Regions from separate parts of the Macaca mulatta genome. Here region 1 is linked to region 2. The links are chromatin contacts, called in public Hi-C maps. All regions are on one chromosome and are shown on one strand. Each heading gives the region's core, a stretch centred on a gene start, on an enhancer-like site or on the middle of the called end of the contact. The rest is flanking DNA. Distances are from core to core; before and after follow the strand shown.

Evidence for each region. Hi-C and Micro-C count contacts between places; a contact is called where the count stands out from the background.
Region 1: a Hi-C map of fibroblasts shows a contact between it and region 2, with 2.3 times the contacts expected there. The contact joins two enhancer-like sites. A contact is called at or near these places in 6 of 14 Hi-C or Micro-C datasets (blood, cortical neurons, fetal cortex germinal zone and 3 more).

What each region holds. Positions count from the first base shown.
Region 1 is chr15:16,800,607-16,804,067 of T2T-MMU8v2.0, reverse strand. All of the region lies in intron 1 of ABL1 (ABL proto-oncogene 1, non-receptor tyrosine kinase), which reads left to right. Among named protein-coding and RNA genes, the nearest start is that of ABL1, 71 kb to the left of the region's middle. Within about 2 kb of position 1,832, at least 7 of the 40 cell types and tissues checked have an H3K27ac peak or open chromatin away from gene starts, as enhancers often do.
Region 2 is chr15:16,726,859-16,730,335 of T2T-MMU8v2.0, reverse strand. All of the region lies in intron 1 of ABL1 (ABL proto-oncogene 1, non-receptor tyrosine kinase), which reads left to right. Among named protein-coding and RNA genes, the nearest start is that of QRFP, 50 kb to the right of the region's middle. Within about 2 kb of position 1,300, at least 7 of the 40 cell types and tissues checked have an H3K27ac peak or open chromatin away from gene starts, as enhancers often do.

The sequences.
Region 1 (3,461 bases), core at 583-3,082, 73 kb before region 2:
CCAGGCTGGAGTCACAGAGTGGTAGTGACTGCACCGGAGATGTGTGTGCCGTTTGTTAAGATGATTCGAATGGTAGTTATGGCAACGAAGATCCACAGAGGGAGAAAGAAAGAGATGCTGGAAAAGCAGCAGCACAGTTTAATAACAGTCATCGTTCACGATGGCAAGGTTGTTTACTATAAAAATTCCATCCTTCTTGCCTCTGTGCTGCCCTCCACCATTTTTTTGCTTGACATTAGAGCTTGCTGATTTATGGCATAACGCAGTACATTTCACCTCTGAAACAAAGTCTGTAAAGGCTTGAGATATATTAAAGTCTTTATTCCTCAATGCTAAAGACCTCCTACTGTTTAGCCCTCTATACATTTAGCCCTTTATGCTTGGGGAGGGGGCGGTTATAAATTTCTAGAGGGAAATGGATTGGCAGTGGTATGTCTGATGGTGAAATGCCTTGACTAAACAAACAAGGCTGCTCCAGAAATGCACACACAGCAAACATATATGCCATATAAGTAATGTGTTATGTTGGGGGTTACTTTAGGTTTAAAACAAATGTCATACTCTTGATGCTTTTAGGTAGCTATTATCTTGGTAAGGATAAGACAGAAATATGGTAAGTTGCATCTGATTTTGAGGGATACTGCGGGCAAATCTGACAGCTAGCTTGATTACTAGAGGTTTAATTAGTTACAGCTGCTCTGCCATTGTATTAATTAGAGCCACTCTGCCTTCAGGAACCATGGATGCCTTTTATAATTTGGATGTTCTTAAAAAGAACACTGTGTGAAAGTGAGCAGCGCTAGGCCGGGCACGGTGGCTCACGCCTGTAATCCCAGCACTTTGGGAGGCTGAGGTGGGTGGATCACGAGGTTAATTCAAGACCAGCCTGGCCAAGATGGTGAAACACCGTCTCTAAAAACTACAAAAAAAAAATACGCCGGGCGCTGTGGCGGGCGCCTGTAATCCCAGTTACTCTGGAGGCTGAGGCAGGAGAATCATTTGAACCCAGGCAGTGGAGGTTGCAGTGAGAACCACTGCACTCCAGCCTGGGCAACAGAGTGAGACTCTGTCTCCAAAAAAAAAAAAAAAAAAGAAAGAAAGAAAGAAATTGAACAGCCCTAAATGTGAACCACTTCAAAAAAAGCAAACACATTTTCCTTTGGTTTTTGGCTGTTTTAGGAAGGAAGCCATACGGTGAACCAGGTGATGCTGAAGTTATCTGGATCCAGGCCATGCAAATGTAGCCACTTTTACGTTTGTGATACTGGGGCTGATCTTGGAGCTCCCTGGATCTGACCAGTCTCCAGATGAAAACTCTTGCAACTTTCGTTTTTGGATAGTGCTCACCTTGTATCTGTACTCATACATGCCATTTCTAGGCGAGTTGTCCCCTTTCTCCTCCCTCTTCCCTCATCTCCCTCTCTCCTCTGCCTGGCTGATGCCAGGAAGGAGGAGTTTTCTTTTATTTAGATAAAAAGAAGTTGAGAGGAGGGAGCTCCAGATATGTGGGATACTCAGCACTGGAGACATTTGGGCTGGAATTCTTGTTTCCATTCTTTTCTTACCATATGACCAAGTAAGTCCAAGAAAGTAGATTGGACTCTGAGTGGGCAATGAAGGTGGAAATGTGGTCCTAAAGAGAACAGGCAAATTAAGAAAAGATTGCTTTAAGATGGTCAAATTGTTTTGCCCGTTGAAGAAGGTGATCAGACCCTAATGAAATTGAAAATGAGGAGAGTATTCCCACCTCCTGCCTGGTCCTAGCGACTCTGCAAATGGGTGCCTGATTGGTCTGTTGGCTCTGAAGCCAGCCTTTGCTGGATGTATTCAGCCTGTTTTGAAGTTGTGCAGAGAACCTCACTTGCGTCATTCTGAAGATGCAGTGAGTCAACGCAGTCCCAAGAGAGCAGTAATGGCCCTAAACAGAAACTTGGAATGAAAAATAGCCATGGATTTAAAGACATAGCGCGTTCTTCCTATTACTTCATTTGGTAATGGTAAGATTAATTCACAGAAAACCCTCCTTGAGTAGCGTACCTTAAACACATGTAGAATGATTTTTTTCTTTGCTTTTCCCATTTAGCCTTTTGAAACAGGATACACAGTAGGGTGACTGCTTTGGGAGGGCACTGGTACAGTAATTCTCTACCTCTCACTTGCCCGCCTGCGTCCCCATCTCCACCCTCAGACAGACAAGCACTCGTAGCTGCTTTTGGACTCCTCCGGCAATGTCACGGTAGTTTTCTTTGAACATTCTTGATCCTCTGTCATGGTGACATGCGTTTGGATTTTCAGTGGAGAAGAATTGCCAGAGAAGAATCTTCCTCTAATTTTAACCATTGACCATATTTATATATGCAGTTTCAGCTTGACTTTTAAATTGATAATCTTTTCATAGAATTCCAGATAACATCTTACTGTAACAAACACCAAGGGGATTATCCAAATTCCTATTTGAAAATATGTCTTTCATATTAGCAGATTTGCCAGCTGCATTATTATCTATTAGTGTGTACTGAAAGTATATTATTTTGGCTTATTTTGAGATTAGATAATTCCCAATGGAATTTTCCCCTTAACCATCTAAATCTGTATTGCTTTTTTCCCATTTAGTCTCCTAAACAGTGAGGCTTCTGGGCAGGAAATGAAAGAAGAGGAGGTAATATAGAATAATGCAGTGACTTTCAAGCATTGTGACCTGTGTAAGGAATACATATTCAGTTATGACTTAGCATTCACATATGCACACATACATATACGTATACACATCACATTCACGTGTATGCATATATGTACATATACAGCTGAAGAAGGCCTATGGATTAGTGCTTTTCCTTATTGTGGAGCACAGTGATATTTTCTTTTTCTTTCTTTCTTTTTTTTTTTTTTTTTGAGACAGAGTCTTACCCTGTCGCCCAGGCTGGAGTGCAGTGGCGCGATCTCAGCTTACTTCGACCTCCACCTTCCAGGTTCAAGCAGTTCTTCTGTCTCAGCCTCCCAAGTAGCTGGGACTACAGGCATGTGCCACCATGCCTGGCTAATTTTCTTGTATTTTTAGTAGAGACGGGGTTTTGCTATGTTGGTCAGGCTGGTCTCAAACGCCTGACCTCAAGTGATCCGCCCGCCTTGGCCTTCCAAAAGTGCTGGGATTACAGGTGTGAGCCACTGTACCTGGCTGATATTTTCTATTTTATTTCATTTTGAAAAATATAGGCTGTGACTCATTAGTGGATCTCATGACTAAGAATGGATCCTGACCCAAGTTTGAAGAGACTGGCAGTGGTAAAGAGCATGGGACTCCAAAGTTTGTCTACCCAGTTTTAAATCCTGGCTTTCCCCTTAACTTGGGTGGGATCACACCATTAACCATGTTAACCCTCTGAAGCTTTGACTCCCACACCTGTGAGATGTGAATGTTGATAACACACACCCACCTCATAGGATTAATGAGAACATGCCAA
Region 2 (3,477 bases), core at 51-2,550:
TTAAATTACAGAGATTCCTTGAACTGGAGGATAATAGTGAAGGACCCACAAAGGAAATATGAATAAAGCAGCACAAGTTTAAATAATTGAATGTGAGCAAAATTAAAGGGAACGTTTGTCACGTCTGACATGCTCCATCTCCTGTCCCCCCAACACTGAACTGTCTCCAAGAACCTTCCGGAGAGCCCACAGTGTGAACAGTAATGAATGCTCCATAGCTGGCTGCCTTGCACTCTAGTAGGAACTATGAGGTTGGGCACAAGTGCCAGCAGGAAGGTGGGAAGCTTCCTGGGGATGTTTTTCCTGGAGGTCAAGTCCCCCCTTGGGCTGTGAAGTAGCCGGTGCTGGGGTTCATGGGCATTTCCCTTCCCTGACTGTTGGCCAGTGTCCGGCGTAGCACCAGCAGCCCCTGGAGTCTAGGCCAGATAGGCCATGTCCGAGAATCTTCTGTCAACATTTTTTATCAGTGACTCATAGCTTTGAGAAAGGATTATTTTTATATAAGACGATCGTTTAATTCTACTTTAAAGACCCAAACCATTTTCTTAGAATACTGTCTAAACAAGTTAATCATGCACAGTTCCAGTGAATTCAGTGGCCTGGTTCTTACAAAATTTCCAAATAATTTTATACTCTCATAGCCAGAGCCAGAGCTTTTTAGAGGTTTGAGGCATTTTTTAGATGTCACTGTTCTTGGTGCTCGGCTAGCTAATTAGTGACTTTTTCTGAGTTTAGTTGGTGAGTGGAAACCTTTTTGTTAACATTATGACAAAATAACAATACGGTTTTAAGTGGAGTGAGAGGCACTTTTGAAGATCCAGATCTTAAACCTATTTAAAGTATGACTCAGAAAGGAGGCTGCAGAAAATGTTCACTAAAAAAAGTAAGAATAATAGCAGATGCTAAAATTTATTTCCCAAGACAATAGCCAAAAGATCTTCTGGAAGAACAGAAGAAGGGAACTATTTGGGGCATCTTTTTTTTGAATGAAGCCTTCGGGCTTCTTTAGGGGATCTCATTTCCTAACAGAGGGACCGGTGGAAAGTTCATGTCTTAAGCAAGAAAGATTTAAGTACTTTCTGCAACTTTGGCCTTGTAAGCTGTGATCATTTTTAAGGTTGACGAGCATAGTTCACTATGAAATGAAGCAAGTAACTTGGCATTTATACATTGTGAGTCAATTTTGACATCAGCCTGGATTGGGAATTGACTGGAAGATTTTGGTGTTGGACTGTGGCTACGCTTCAGTGTCTCGGTCCAGAGGCAAGCATGAGCAATACTTCCCTTTGGGCTTTGGCCATTAATTTATGGAATAGAGCAAGAACTGGAGAGGAAAGTTGAGAGACTGCCTTGGATCGCCTGACGTCCTGTTGAATCAAAAAGCAGTGGGAGGCCCTTTCCTTCCTAACAAAGGCCTCATCCTCTTGCATAACATTCCCAGCATCTGTCGACATGTTTGGGACCGTCCCACTTTAACCCACACTTCAAGTGGATGGCCACCTCTGGGTGGGGAGCTGCATTCTGCTTATTCCAGGTGTTTTCCAGGCCACTTCCCCGATTATGTAACTTTGATCAAATCCAGATGTGTCAGAATGTTTGATAGAAGAGGTCAAATGGCATTTGAGAAGAAAAGCATTTCTGTATTCATGACTTTGGTTTAATTTCCTGTGTGGGCCTGGTCTGCCAAAGTTGTATGCTCATGGCCATGAGGTTGACGCACCAGAGGGAGGCACACAAGTGCCTTTTCAGGACAGCCTGAGGGAGGCCTCCCTCCCCAGCATGCTTTTTCATGTTAAATTATCAATTATATAAGTTTAGGGCCAGACACGGTGGCTCACGCCGGTAATCCCAGCGCTTTGGGAGGCTGAGGTGGGTACATCACTTGAGGCCAGGAGTTTAAGACCAGCCTGACCAACATGGCAAAACCCTGTCTCTACTAAAAATGCAAAACAAAAACAAAAACAAAAAATTAGCCAGGCGCAGTGACTCACGTCTGTAATCCCAGCTACTCAGGAGCCTGAGGCAGGAGTATCGTGTGAACCTGGGAGCCGGAGGTTACAGTAAGCTGAGATCGCACCACTGCACTCCAGCCTTGGCGATGGAGTGAGACTCCAACTCAAAAAAAAAACAAACACAAAAAAACAAACTTTAGTTGGCTTCTATTAAAGTTTTTCTATATCATTGTTTTCTGGTAATAAAAACAATCCACATTTATTGTGAGAAATATACCATAATATAGAAAAGTATAAAGAAAATTTAAGGCTAGGCGCGGTGGCTCACGCCTATAATCCCAGCACTTTGGGAGGCTGAGGCGGGCTTATCACTTGAGGTCAGAAGTTCAAGACCGGCCTGGCCAACATGGTGAAACCCCATCTCTACTAAAAATACAAAAAAAGTAGCCAAGTGTGGTGGCGGGCACCTGTAATCCCAGCTAATCAGGAGGCTGAGGCAGGAGAATTGCTTGAACCCGGAAGGCGGAGGTTGCAGTGAGCAGAGATCGCGCCATTGCACTCTAGCCTGAGTGACAAGACCGAGACTCCATCTCAAGAAAAAAAAAAAAAAAAAGAAAAAAGAAAATTTAAAGCACTTAAAATCCCACCACCCTGAGTTAACTACTGTTCACAGTTTGAAATTCCTCCTAGTCTTCTTTCAATTTTTTCATAATTGGGACCTTGCCTATATACTGAACTGTAATATAAACACTTAATATATTATTGTGAATACTCAAACTTGAATATTTTTTCCAAAAATATTTTGAGTGGCTATTAAAATATATCCTATTTTATGGATACAGCATAAACAAACTTATTCTGTGTTGATAGATATTTTGTACTTGCCCTTTTCTGTGCTGTTATTTAAAATTAGTGTATAGAAATCATTGTGTTGATCACTTAGGATAAATTCCTAGAGGTAAGAAAAAAAATCAGATATTAAATTCTTCATAGACTTCTGGTTCATATTCCAGTTGCCCTCCATTTATACACCTACTACTAGCATTGTATGAGAGTGCCCGTTTCTATGAAATCTTACCCGTACTGGCCGTCAGCGTCAAAAAGATGTGTCTGCAGATTTGGCAAGGAATTTGCATTTCCTTGATTATTATCAAGAGTTCAGGCCGGGCGCGGTGGCTCAAGCCTGTAATCCCAGCACTTTGGGAGGCCGAGACGGGTGGATCACGAGGTCAGGAGATCGAGACCATCCTGGTGAATACAGTGAAACCCCGTCTCTACTAAAACTACAAAAAAAAAAACTAGCCGGGCGAGGTGGCGGGCGCCTGTAGTCCCAGCTACTCGGGAGGCTGAGGCAGGAGAATGGCGTGAACCCGGGAGGCGGAGCTTGCAGTGAGCTGAGATCAGGCCACTGCACTCCAGCCTGGGCGACAGAGCGAGACTCCGTCTCAAAAAAAAAAAAAAAAAAAAAAAAAAAGAGTTCACACACTTTCCATGTTTAATGGTAATTTTTTTTTTTTGGGGGATG